Regions from separate parts of the Mus musculus genome. Here region 1 is linked to region 2. A link is a contact called in public HiChIP or PLAC-seq data. All regions are on one chromosome and are shown on one strand. The core of a region is the stretch at or near the end of the contact, and the rest is flanking DNA. Distances in the headings are between cores, read along the strand shown.

What was found. HiChIP or PLAC-seq counts read pairs in DNA pulled down with a chosen protein or histone mark.
Region 1: a contact with region 2 is called in a CTCF HiChIP or PLAC-seq map of the NIH/3T3 cell line, with 15 read pairs. The contact joins the promoter of Lars2 here to the enhancer-like site in region 2. A contact is called at or near these places in 1 of 39 promoter capture datasets (macrophages), 1 of 15 datasets of contacts at CTCF or cohesin (the NIH/3T3 cell line), 1 of 484 Hi-C or Micro-C datasets (myocytes), 7 of 115 datasets of contacts at active chromatin or transcription factors (the SCID.adh cell line, bone marrow-derived macrophages, embryonic fibroblasts and 3 more) and 2 of 9 other capture datasets (adipose tissue and pancreatic islet).

What each region holds. Positions count from the first base shown.
Region 1 is chr9:123,363,333-123,370,030 of GRCm38.p6, reverse strand. Lars2 (leucyl-tRNA synthetase, mitochondrial) reads right to left here and starts at 3,104. Exons shown (of 21, transcript NM_153168.3): 1 at 2,924-3,104.
Region 2 is chr9:123,305,231-123,312,053 of GRCm38.p6, reverse strand. It overlaps the pseudogene Scp2-ps2. Among named protein-coding and RNA genes, the nearest start is that of Tmem158, 48 kb to the right of the region's middle. Within about 2 kb of position 3,058, at least 41 of the 459 cell types and tissues checked have an H3K27ac peak or open chromatin away from gene starts, as enhancers often do. A contact at or near this core is called in the NIH/3T3 cell line, bone marrow-derived macrophages, macrophages and 2 more, where this site is marked.

The sequences.
Region 1 (6,698 bases), core at 1,855-4,354, 58 kb before region 2:
GCCATGGCAGACATGCCTTCAAACAAATAAATAATGCAATTAAACTTCATAAAGAAAAACACATGCAGATCAGAAAGTAATAAGGAACTGTCTCTGTGGCTTAGGTGGCTCAGTGGGCAAAGTGCTTGCTACATAAGCATGAAGATCTACATTCAGATCCCCAGCACCCACATAAAAAGCCCTACATGTATGGTGGCACTGTGCTTCTATCCCCAGCACTGAGGGTGCGGCTTGTGGAAACAAGAAGACCCCTGGAGCTTGTTGACCACCTATGTTAGCCAATTACTGTTTCAGTTTCAGTGAAAAACTAATGTAGAGAGAGAGATAAAAGACATCTAACACTGGGGAGCTGGAAAGATGGCTTATTTTACAAGAGTACTACAGCTCCTACAGAGCACTCCCAGGGCAGCTCAAACAATCTATACCTCCAATTTAAGGGATCTGATGTCTCCTGACCTCCAAGGGTTTCTGCACACATATGATACACAGACATGAACTCAGGCACATACAAAAAGACACATAAAAGAATTAATTAAATAAATATAATTTTTAAACGTCAAACATTGACCTTTGGGCTCCAATGTGTGTACTTATGTATACACATATGTACATCCAAATGAAAACAAAAATAACAGAATATCACTATATAGCCCAGGCTAGCCTCTAATTTTGTTCTTTTGCCTCAGCCTCCTCATGGGATTACATGTGCACCACCACAACTCTGAAAATGATTGATTGCTCAATGTATTTGAGAAAAATTTAAATTAGGGCTCCAACGCAAGCCATAAACTGGCATAAATCCCACTGTTTTGAAGGGATGTGGGAATTTGAGACAGGGTTTCATCTAGCTCAGGCTGTCTTTGAACTAGCATTGCAGACAAAGATGACCTTGAACTCCTGATATCCCTGCTTCTGCCTTCCAAATGTTAGGCTTACAGGCACCACAAACCATCAAACTTAGTTAATAGGAATTTTTTAAAGTACCACAATTAATCGGTCTTACTCCAAAACCATGAAATATCTATATACCAAAAATGTGTAAGTTGGTGGGGTGAAACATGTTGGTAATCACAGCACTAAGGAGGCTGTGACAAGAGGATCTTAAGTCCAAGGCCAGCCTGAGTTACACAGGTACACAGTGAGATCCTGTCTTAAAGAAAAGAAAGAAAAAGTTTGAACAAATTGCTAAAGAGTAAACAATTTGCTGAAGAAAAGTATTTGTTCCAAACTACAATGACAAAAGGTTATACAACTCCATAAAGAGTTCACATATGAGGAAAGAACCCCAAAAACATGTTTAAAATAGGCAAAGATATAAGCATGGAAGTATATCGCAGTGGTAGAACACTTGCTTTGCAAGTCTAAAACTCTGGATTCAATCCACAGCACCAGAAAAGGGGGATTGGTGCCCCAAGTGAGGGATAAGACAGAGGACAAAAGCTAAGAAACATGAAAAAAAAATCAACTTTACAACTAATCAAAGAAATAAATACAATTAAATATCTTGCTTATAGTTTTAATGAAAACAATTATGTGTATACACTATTGGTAGATGCAAATTAAGAACACCTCTGAAGCAATTTGGCAATGTATGTATGCCAGAGGAGTTAAGAAACTGTGATGTCTCACACCTGGAATGCCAGTAGCTTGAGAGGCTGAGGTAGGAGGACTGTCAAGAGTTCCAGTACAACCTGGGCTACCATGAGCTGTAGGGAAGCCTGGGCTATACAGCGAGACTCTGTCTTTAAACAAACAAATAAAGAAGAGGCAGGAAAGATGGCACAGCAGTTAAGAGAGCACACCGCTCTTGTACAGGATCCCCGTTTGGTCCCCAGCACTCACAGTGGGTGACTCACAATGCCTATGATTCCAGCTTCAGGAAGATCTGATGCCTCTGGCCTATATGGGCACCCACACTCACACACACACACAATTAAAAACAAGTCTTAAAACAAAAGCAGATTTGTTAAGAAAATCCAAAGACTAGATATATAAAACAGATGCTCAGCACATCAGTTCAATACCCAGCACCAAAAACAAAATAAAACAAGTAAATACTGTAAATGTGGGGGCTGGAGATATAGCTTAGTGGTAGAGTAATTCCCTGACACTGTTTGAGGCCATTGGTTCCATCCTGAGCAATGCAAAATAAAAAATAAAAATAAACCCCAAACCCTTAGGCATAGGTCCAAGATCACCCTCAGACTCTCCACTAGGGGAAGAGACTAAGAACAAATTGTCTGTGCTCATGCCTATGAATTTACAGAACTTTTAGATTTCAACCATCTTCTGTTCTTTTTTTACTTACTAGGCACAGCTCTGGGCCATTTCAAGTACCTGTCTACTGAAGTCTTAATAGGCATTGCCTCTTCCTGGCATCAAAAGCAGCCATTTTAGCAGAGGTTGGTGTGGATACAAACAAAACGAGTAAGTTAACACACACCTCACCCCAACAAACATGTCTTCTAAAAACACAAATGTCAGCAGACATGTCTTGTAAAATACTAATGTTAAACACACACACACACACACACGCTACTTCTAATTTCCTGCAGGATCTCAGGCAAGTTATTTCGTATCTGGAACTCCACCTTCTCTGTAAGCTGTGAGCCTGTTAAGATCCAGGCGACTTGTGAAGACCTGCGGGTCCTAATTAATACTGTGGGTCCCCCAAAGATGTAGTACTGATGGTCCTTTTCTGGGTCCAAACCCCCAACCCCGAAGAGAAGATCCAGGCACCCGGGGGGAGGTGAGTAGTAGAGGAGAATTCGAATACAAAGCCATGTGAAGATGTGCGTTCTCCGAGCAAGAGTCCGGAGCTGTCAACAGGGTCCATGGCTGAAAGAGCCTATAGACTAGAATCTCGGAGCTTTTCCCATTTTGTCAAACTCCAAGGTCCCGGGACTCCCGAGCCTGTCCGCACCTTCAGCTCCGGGGGCTAAGCGGGGCTTGTCTCTCGTCTTCCTGAGCCCCAGGCGGGGCTTTCTGCGCTCAGGCTCTGTCTGGCCAGCTGCTACCTTCTGCCTCGTTCCCCAAGCATTACACGAGCAAGACCCAGCCAGTCACTCTGGGCGCCGCCATGTTGGCAAAACAACAACTTTATCGAAAGGGGAGGCCGCGGACACAGACAGGAGAGGCGGAGCCAAGAGGGAAAGGCGAGATGCGGGAGAGACAGCGCTGACTCCGCCCCCAAGCTGCTCGCCCAGGGCTGACCCCGCCCAGGCCTCGCCCTCTACGCCTGCTATCGGTACAAATTCTGCTTACCGGATTGTCCCGGTCTTACAATTAGAACAGAAACGAGGGAGATGCTAAAGGATGAAGTGACAGGTGGTTAAAAGAGCTCTGGGGTGGTTCAAGGCCAGGGTTTGAATCTCAGCGTCACAGAAGCTGCTACTGGGCTGGCTTGTCTGACTTTTTGATCCATTATGGGCCTGGTGAGGATTGAAGCACTTTTCATCCATCATATCAGGTGATCTTCTAGCCCCAGGAGGAGAATTACCTAGCCCGGAGTAGAGCGGGGAACAAAATGTACTGACAGGAAAACAAGCTGTCTGACCTCCTTCCTTATGGGGTTAATGTGCCCCATCGCCCAGCACGCACTGCATGGAGCAAGAGCTTCTTGCCTTGTAATAAATCAAGGAATTGCAAAGGAACAATGGTGTAATTACACTCTATCTTTTAAAGGAAGAATCTTTTTAAGGCCACATGTGAGAAGTGTACTGAGATTTGCAAATAGTGCAAAATGGTTGCTATCCAGTAATAGCGGGGGGGTGGGGGGGGAGGGGGGAAACAATGTCTGAGTGCCATCTCTTCCTACAGGGCTAAAATCAATTGTAGCTTCACAGACAATCCATCCCGTCACTGTATGTATAATCTCCATCTTAGTTTCTGTCCTTACATGGGTCAATGCAGTCCATAAGGAGACCAGCAGGGGTGTACACTCCTACAGAATAAAACTTCATTCTGTGTGCCACCCAGGAAACATAGGAAGCTTTTGTCCATTTCCAAGACTTCAACGACGACAACAAAAACAGTCTCCTGATCATTTAAAGCTCAAAACACCAGGTTGTTCTAGACCAGCATCAAACCTCACCTGGAAACCAATTCTGTGCCACCATTGCCCTGATACAGTTCACACTAGGTTTCCACTGCACTGGCTTCCCATCCCCCACCCCCAGAAGTGCCCTCCTTCAATTTCAGCTGACTCTCCCCATACTCTTTCCCCCCACACAACCCCCTCCCATCCTCACCCACCCCCCCAATCCTCCCATAAAATCTAATCTACCTTCCCAGGTCGGTTCCTATGTCTCCCAAGACCCCTCCTCTTTACATAACCTCTCTGTTTCTAGATTGTAGCTTGATTATCATTTACTTAATGGCTAAAATCCTAAAATCCCCTTATAAGTAAATACATACCATATTTATCTTTCAGATTCTGGGTTACATCACTTGGGGTTTTTTTTTTTTTTTCTAGATCCATCCATTTGCTTGCAAATTTCATGATGTCACTTTTTTTTTTTTTTTTTTTTTTTTTACAGCAAATACTCCATTGTGAAAATGCACCACATTTTCTTTATCCATCCTTCTATTGAGGGACATATGGATTGTTTCCAGTTTCTGGCTACTATGAAAAAAACAACAATGAACATGGTTGAGCAAGTATCCTTGAGGTAGGATAGAACATGCTTTGGGTATAAGCCCAAGAGTGGTACGCTGGGTCTTGAGGTAGATGGATTCCCAATTTTCTGAGAAATCAATATATTGATTTCCATAGTAGCTATACAGGTTTGCACTCCCATGATGGAAGAGGGTTCCCTTGTTCCACATTCTGGCCAACATGAACTGTCACTTGTGTTATTGATCTTAGCCGTTCAGACAGGTATAAGAAGGAAGTAGTTTTGATTTAGCATTTCCTTAAGAGTTTCTCAGCCATTTTAGACTACTCTATTGAGAACTCTCTGTTTAGATCTGTACCTCATTCTTGAATTGAATTGTTGGGTTTTTTTGTTTTTGTTTTTCTTTTATTGTTTTTCTGGTTTTTTTGTTTGTTGTTTGTTTGTTTGTTTGTTTTTTGATATCTAGTTTCTTGGGCCCTTTATGTATTTTGGATATTAGTCCTCTATCATATGTGGAGTTGGTAAAAATCTTTTCCAATTCTGTGCCCTCCTCCCAGCCTTGAGCAGGCTGCTCAGACCTGGCTTGCCACAGTGCTAGTCCACCTAGGGTGGAGTCTTCTGACCTGGGTAAAGTCTTTTGACTGCCACGTCTGTGGTTTCCTCAGCTGAGAGGCTGAACCTGTTCTCCTGACACTATCCTGACAAAGCAACAAGATCCTGGCGTGGTAGGGGATGGGTCCCCCCCTTTATAAGCTCAGACTCTTAAGTAAACATTGGCCTTGATCAGAACTTTGTCTTGGCTCGTTATTTCTCTCGCAGCCTTTCCCATCCAAAACCCCATGTTTCCTTTCAGGAACCCGGGAACCTGTGGTCGCTGGTGGCTACAGTCTCCTTTGTTTCACAGAAGCTTTTCAGTTTCATGAGGTCCAATTTATTAATTGTTGATCTAGTGACTGCATTATTGGTGCTCTGTTCAGAAAGCCATCTATTACACCAAGGCATTCAAGGCTATTCCCCACTGTCTTCCCTATCAGGTTCAATGTATCTGGTATTATGCTGAGATCTTTGATCCACTTGGACTTGAGTTTTATACAGAGTGATACATATGGTTATATTTGCATTCTTCTACATGCAGATATCCAGTTTAACTAGCACCATTTGTTGAAGATGCTGTCTTTTTTCCACTGTGTATTTCTGGCTTCTTTATCAAAAAACCAGGTGTCCATAAGTGTATGAATTTATGTCTGGATCTGCAATTTGATTCCATTGATCAACACATCTGTTTATATGCTTTGAAATTGAGAATGGTGGGGCATCCAGCAGTTCTTTTATTGTTCAAGATTGTCTTAGCTATCCTAGGATTATTTTTGTTTGTTTGTTTGTTTTTCTATATGGATTTGAGAATTGTCCTTCCAATGTCTGTAAAGAATTGAGTTGGAATTTGATAGGGATTACATTGAATCTATAGATTGCTTTTGGTAGGATGGCCATTTTTACTATGTTAATCCTACCAATCCTTGAGCATTCGAGATCTTTCCATCTTCTGCTATCATCTTCAATTTCTTTCTCCAAAGAATTGGAAGTTTTTATCATACAAATCTTTTATTTGCTTAGTTAGAGTTACCCCAAGGTATTTTATATTATTTGAGGCTATTGTGAGAGATATTGCTTCCCTGATTTCTTTTCCAATTCATTTATCATATATATATGGAAGAACTACTGACTATTTTTAGGTTAATCTTGTTTCCAGCTACTTTGCTGAAAGTGTTTATCAGCTGTAGGGAGTTTCCTACTGAATTTTTTAGGGTCACTTATGTATACTTTGGGGGAAAAAGTATCTGCAAATAATGATGCTTAGACTTGTTCCTTTCCAAATTGCATCCCCTTAATCTCTTGCAGTTGTTTTATTGCTCTAGTTAAAATTTTGACTGCTGTATTAAAAAGATCTGGAGAGGGTGGACAGCCTTGTCTTGTTTCTGCTTTTAGTGGAATTGCATTGAGTATCTCTCCATTTCATTTGCTGTTGGCTATCAGCTTGCTATACATTGCCTTAATTATGTTTAAGTATGTCCCTTGTATCCC
Region 2 (6,823 bases), core at 1,809-4,308:
TTCTTTCTTTCTTTCTTTCTTTCTTTCTTTCTTTTCTTTCTGTGATGTCCCTGGGCCCTCGAAGTGGGGTGACATACAAAACACAGTTCTCATTACAAAGGGGATTAAGACATAATTTATTCAAATAGAGTGACCATGGCTTGAGAACACAGACTTGGGTTGCCAAGAATAATGTGTTTCAATATAGAAAGTCTTTCATGAACTTTTTAATATAGATGGGGGGAGGGGAATCCAGTCATAAACCAGGACATCTTTCAAATACATTGGTGAAAACATCAGGGAGGCAGGCTATAGTAAAATGAGAAACATCTCTGCAATAGGTCTTAGGTGCTGTCTGCTGATATTCTTTTGGTTGCTGGAAGCTAGGCTGTCTATTAATACGGCCCAGAAGGTTTCACCTGATAATCCTGAGGTCAGACATAAAAGTGGGCAGTGAATGATGACTAAGGGAGTAAAGATGGTCCAAGATCATTTGGCTCTAGATCTGCAACATTCCAAATCTCTATCATTACAAAGTTTTAATCAGTTAACTGGCCTTGTACAGCTTTTAATTTGGGTGTTAAAATCTTTAATGTAGGTGTGACTCCCTCCACCTATCCCCCTACAGAACCTCAGTTTATAAGACATCTTGCAAGTTCTGCCCTCTCGGCAGGCCAGGCTAGTCACCCCAATTAACAACTAGCCAGCTTCATAAGGATGAATAATGCCATCCTACACTCACTAGCTAACCTGCTTGCTGGCTATGGACACCTGAGCAAAGCAGGTCAGAGCCACCAAACCACTCAGCTGCTCTGGACTAGGGAATGTAAAAAAAAAAAAAAAAAAAAATGTAGGTGTTTTATGTTGCTAAGTATTGAGATAATTCTTATGCAGCAAAAGCTGACACAACAGCATCTTTGTGGTCTATGGTCACTATCCATTTCTTTTCTCAAGTGCACATGATAAATGGAATTGCACCTCTCCTTTGAGACTTAACTGAAATATACCTGCTTCTATAACTCTATGATTTTATAATACCTGCTTCTCAGAGTCACATACTGGAGCCCAACCCTTCTTCCCACAATGCTTTGTTTCTTAATTTCTATTTATTATTCATTGCTTTGCCCTGAATGTATTTTCTCTTAAGGCTTCAGTGAGGAGGGAGACTGGGTCTTGACCATCACTGTAGTCTCTCAAGTGCCTAAGAAGCAGCACCTCTGAGGTTCTCACACTTTAATGAGTAGAAAGCTTACTTGGGTAGCTGGCTCTTTGTGTTGATTCTCAGCCCATCATGGGAGACTCTGATTTATTAATTCTGGTGTAGAATTAATTAATTCTGGTGTAGAATCCCAGAAAAGAAATATGTAACAAGTGGTCTAGGAGACCTAGCTGCAGCTGATATAGGACATGGCTGAAAAAATAAGCCTGAGGAGATGCTGCGCTCCCATGAGTTCGGTGACTTGTTCAAGGTCATACAGTCAGAATGTGACAAAGCCAGCCTGAAACCCCTTTCCAGACAGCCCTGCAGGTACTCTGAAAACATGCAAGCCACATTTTGAATCTCTAGACTCTACACTAGTAAAACCCATGGCTTGCAAGTGACTTCAGGATTGTGTGCATGTACACATGTAGAACAGCTACTTACTAGAGAGTGTCCCAGCAGATGGCCCGTTCTTCTCTGTTGCACTAGGAAGTGTTGGGCTGATGGCCAGATGTGGCTGCATTGCTAAAGAAGAACCAACCTGAGTAGAGCAAGATCAAGACCCACATCTGCCTTCCCCACTCTCCAGCTCCCTAACAAGGTAGCTAGCATCAACAAGAGGTCTCTATGGAATAAAGGGGCACTCCAGGGAGAACCAAGAAATGCTGCTTATTCAGAACTTGCTATAGATGTGAGTCAGCAACAACTATCTATATCTGACATAAACTCAAAGACAAGCAGAGTGGGAAGGCTGGCCAGTAGGAAATAGCTTCATACAGCCTCTGATTAGGGGTTGTGGACATGAAGCAAACAGAACAGGCTATCTAAAAGCAGGGTGCCCCACATGATTGAGAGTTCATATTTGGTTTTCTTTTTTAAAAATCAGTCCTAAGTTGAAAGGGGACACAAATGAGAGGCAGTTACTGATTAAATATCCACTCTGTCGGACTGATTTATAGGTGTTGGGCTATGAATTGTAGACTGTGGGCCAGTGGGGGAGGCAGGGGAGAGACTCTTATCTATGTACTTGCATGTAGAGGCCAGAGGTCAACTTCTGGTGTCACAATGCAGGAGACTTGACAGCCCCAAGGCTCTATCTGTGTCTGCCTCCCCAGCACTGGGGATAGAAGTGGGAGCCACCTCTCGTTGATTTTTTTTTTTAACCTGGATTCTAGGGGAGTGAGCTCAGATCCTCAGGTCTGTGAAGCAAATACTACCAACTGAGCTAGCTTGCCAGCCCCAAGCCCCTCTTTTTATATGCAGCCTAGCCATTATCTGTTCACATCTTAATCTTTCAAAGAGAATTCGATTCCCTGCACATTTCTCCTTGGCTAGCCAGCCCATTTCTTACTTCTCTCAAACGAACCTGATGTCGCAGTTTCTGTACGATCTGAAATATGGCCCCTCCTCCCCCCACCTCCAGCTCTCAGCATCTAGAAGAGAGGACTGGAGAAGCTCCTGACGTGCTGCCTGTCTATGGGGACTCTGGAATGGAACTTTTCTACCGTTTAATGTACCAATCCATCATCAAACTGCAGAGGGAGATCCGCCTCTGAATCATCAGGAACCCATGTCACCCTCACCCCACCCCCTACTTCTGCAGAGCTGTTTAGTCATCAGCACATGATAAATGGAATCCTGCCTCTCCCTCGAGGCTTAACTAAAAGCTGCTTCTATTGCTTCTCCGAGTTCCATGCTGGAGCCCACCCTTTCTTCCCACAATGCTGTGTTCCATTGCTTTGCCTTGGTCACTTTCCATTCCTTTTCTCAAGTACACATGAGAAACTTGAACTTTAAGTTTCACCCAGGGACCTCCTGATGCTGTGAGATGAAGAAATTTCCAGAGTGTTCAGTTTCCCATTTCTTTACATGGGTAATCCTCCATGTTGTCCATGCAGAGGAGGCCTAGAGTCACCCTTCAGCTGCCCACTCATTACCACATTCAGTCTCTACCAAGTCCTATTAATTCTACTTCCAGGATCTCTCTTGATTTGGTCCAGTTCCCAGTTCTGTCATTCCTGCCTGAATCCTAACGTATGCTGGCAGCACCTCACACCTGCCCTTGCCAATGCTCAAACAAGCCAATGTACCTTTAAACTCTTTAAAATAAGAATGGCAGAGATAGGCCAGGTACAGTGGCCACATCTGCTATCGCAGGGTTTGGGAAGCAGAGACAAGGGCTCAGTAGTTCAAAGTCGTCCTCCGCTATACAATGGATTTAAGGTCAGCCTGGGCTGCAGGAGATCCTGTCATAAAAACAAAAACAAGCCAGGCGGCGGGGGCGCACACCTTTGATCCCAGCACTCGGGAGGCAGAGGCAGGCAGATTTCTGAGTTCGAGGCCAGCCTGGTCTACAGAGTGAGTTCCAGGACAGCCAGGGCTACACAGATAAACCCTGTCAGAAAAGAAAAAAAAAAAAAAAAAAAAAAAGGAAAGGAAAGAAAGAAAGGGAGGGAGGGAGGGAGGGAGGGAGGGAGGGAGGGAGAGAGAGAGAGAGAGAGAGAGAGAGAGAGAGAGAGAGAGAGAGAGAGAGAGAGAGAGAGAGAAAGAATCGAATATGTACCTATTGAGTTAGAAAACAACTGTCAAGTCTGGAGAGGCGACTCAGAGGCTAAGAGCATGTATTGTTCTTGAAGAGGAGCAGAGCCACATCAGGCTGCTCACAACTGCCTGTGACTCTAACTCCAGGGGGGGTCACAATGTCTGCCCTCTGTAGACATGTGCACACACATACACATAATAACAAATACTAGAAAACAAATGTGAGTTTTAAACTTTTACCTATTAGGGCAACCGATTAGCAATGTAGACATTTTAGAGGCTAAAAACCGCAGTTGCAGAGCAAAACAACCATCTAAGTTCAGGCGTCTTAGAAAATACCTTGTCGAGCACAATCTAGGCCTCGGAGGAGCTGTGGTTGTCACCCTCTACAGGATGGGTTTTCCCGAAGCTGCCAGCTCCTTCAGGACGCACCAGGTTTCAGCTGCTCCCACCAGCTCTGCAGGGGATGGATTCAAGGCAAACCTCGTCTTTAAGGAGATTGAGAAGAAGCTTGAAGAGGAAGGGGAACAGTTCGTGAAGAAAATCGGTGGCATTTTTGCCTTCAAAGTGAAAGATGGCCCTGGCGGCAAAGAAGCTACCTGGGTGGTGGATGTGAAGAATGGCAAAGGATCTGTGCTTCCCAATTCAGATAAGAAGGCTGACTGCACAATCACCATGGCCGACTCAGACTTGCTGGCTTTGATGACTGGAAAAATGAACCCTCAGTCGGCCTTCTTTCAAGGGAAACTGAAGATTGCTGGTAACATGGGACTGGCCATGAAACTACAGAACCTTCAGCTTCAGCCGGGCAAAGCTAAGCTGTGAGGAGTCCCTTTGGCAACCTCAGGACATCAAGATGAGATGTGTAGATAGGTAGAGATCCACGTCTCGTCGTCAGGACTTAGACTGACACCTCCCGAATAGCATGAGATAGATTTGTTGCTAATTGGGTGCGGTCAATTGTGTTTCCCCGAAGCTGGGAGGTACATAGGGCCTCCCTGCCTGCACTGCTGCTTTGAGGACTTGCATTCTACTGTGCTTGATGAAGCTACTATGTCAATGATGGTTTGGGGTAAACTTGAGTTTCAGAATAAAATTCAGAACAGTAAAATCTGAAGACTGAGTAAACAAAGCCCTTGTTTTGCTTAGAAGTATATTTGAGGATCACTGTGTTGGACACTCGGTGTGACATTTCTCCTTGGGGGGACTAGAGAAGAAACAGATTTCCATAGTTGACCAGGAATTAGTGCCTCACACTCAATTACCTGCATCAGTTTCTCACTAATAGTTCTTAAAATAAAATTCTGTACTAAAAGTTTAAAAAAAAACTTTAAAAATGTTCATTTCATGCCATCAGAAACAGTTCTTTTCTTCCCAAATAAAATACAAGAATTATGGTCAGAGCTTAAGAGAGAATTTACAGCTGAACAGAACTGTTTTAAAATATTTTTCAAATGGGCATCTTTTTAAAAATCATAGTATCAGAGCCATGGATACCATTAATAAAAATAACTGAATAAAGTTTCTTCCAGAGATACGGGCTTCAAATTATAGTTTCATATTAATAAGTGTATAAACTGAGTCTCACAAATTTCCTTTTTCATACACTTGATTGTCTGCATTTATCTTTCTTCCAAGTTTTTCTAATTCTAATGCTATTTGTTATAATTTAGGTTTGGGATAAAAATATGCTTTTGGAAGATTTAAAAAGAAAATTAAAACAGCTCTTCCTGAAAAAAAAAAAAGAAAAAAAAAAAAAAGAAAATACCTTGTCAGAGAAAGCATTTTCAGTCATATTTGGAATGTGAGAATCTGCTTCTGTCTAACTGCAAAGGGACGAGCACCATTCTTCTTGTGATGGTAAGTCTTTTACTAGCTCTTAGAAAGTTCTGCAGTATCCAGACTGAACAGTATACCTCGATTAGTAAATACCAAGGAGGGAAAACGTGTCTGAGTAAGGGAGGACCCAGGAAAACAGATTGCAGAAAGAGGAGCACGGCATAGGCTGTGAAGTGCTGCCTTGGAAGCTGCCACTGCTTTTCCTGGCCTAGCTGTTCTGCAGGTCCTGTGACCACCATTATGTCCCTCCTCTGCTGCAGTCACATCCTGGCCTACAGGACCCATCGCTGAGTAGACTCAGCCCTTCTGGAGTGAGAAGGTTCTGTGCCTTCCAGGTGAGCTTGTACCTACCTCCTTACTTGATGCTTTTCCTTCAGATCTCAGAAACTCTATGTACCTTAAACACACACAAATACACACACGCACACACTAACATACACACACACATATACACACACACACACATATACATTCACACACATACACACTCTCACATATACATACTCATACATACACACATGCCCCACAGCTCTCACACACACCCCACACTTACATGCACACACACACACACACTTACACACATATATACACACACTCACACAGACATAGATACACACATGCCATCACACACACATGCATGCACATACACATATTCACACATACAACATAACACACTCACACACACAGTCATTCATATACAATACACCACATGCACACTCACACACACACACACACACACACACACACACACACACACACATACACCCTGCCTGGACTGCTGTCTCTCCGTGCCTGACTCACTAATGTTCACCTGTCAGATCTCAGATTAAACATTTTCCTCTCAAGTCAGCTTTGAGCGCTCACTATGCCTTGAAAATAATATCTTTCTGTCATGTCCTTTGATAGCACCCTAAACTTTTAGGACACTCACCACAACTTACAGTTTCTGCTCTTTGTCTTATATTTGTCTCCCTTCCAGACTAAAAAGTTCAGAAAGGCAAGAACAGCTTCTGACCTTTTACCTCTCCCTCCTTCCTATCCCCTTCCTCCCCTTCCTCTCCTCCCCTCCCCTCCCCTCCCCCACTCCCTTCTCTGCCCTTACTCCCTCCCCTCTCTCTTTGACCTACTCTATGAGCCTAGGCTGGCCACACACACAGTTCTCACTCTCCTAAATGCTGGAATTAAAGACATATACCACCAACCATGATATTCTATCTTTTTCAACACAGGACCGTCATCAATAACACGTCATAAAAATAGTAG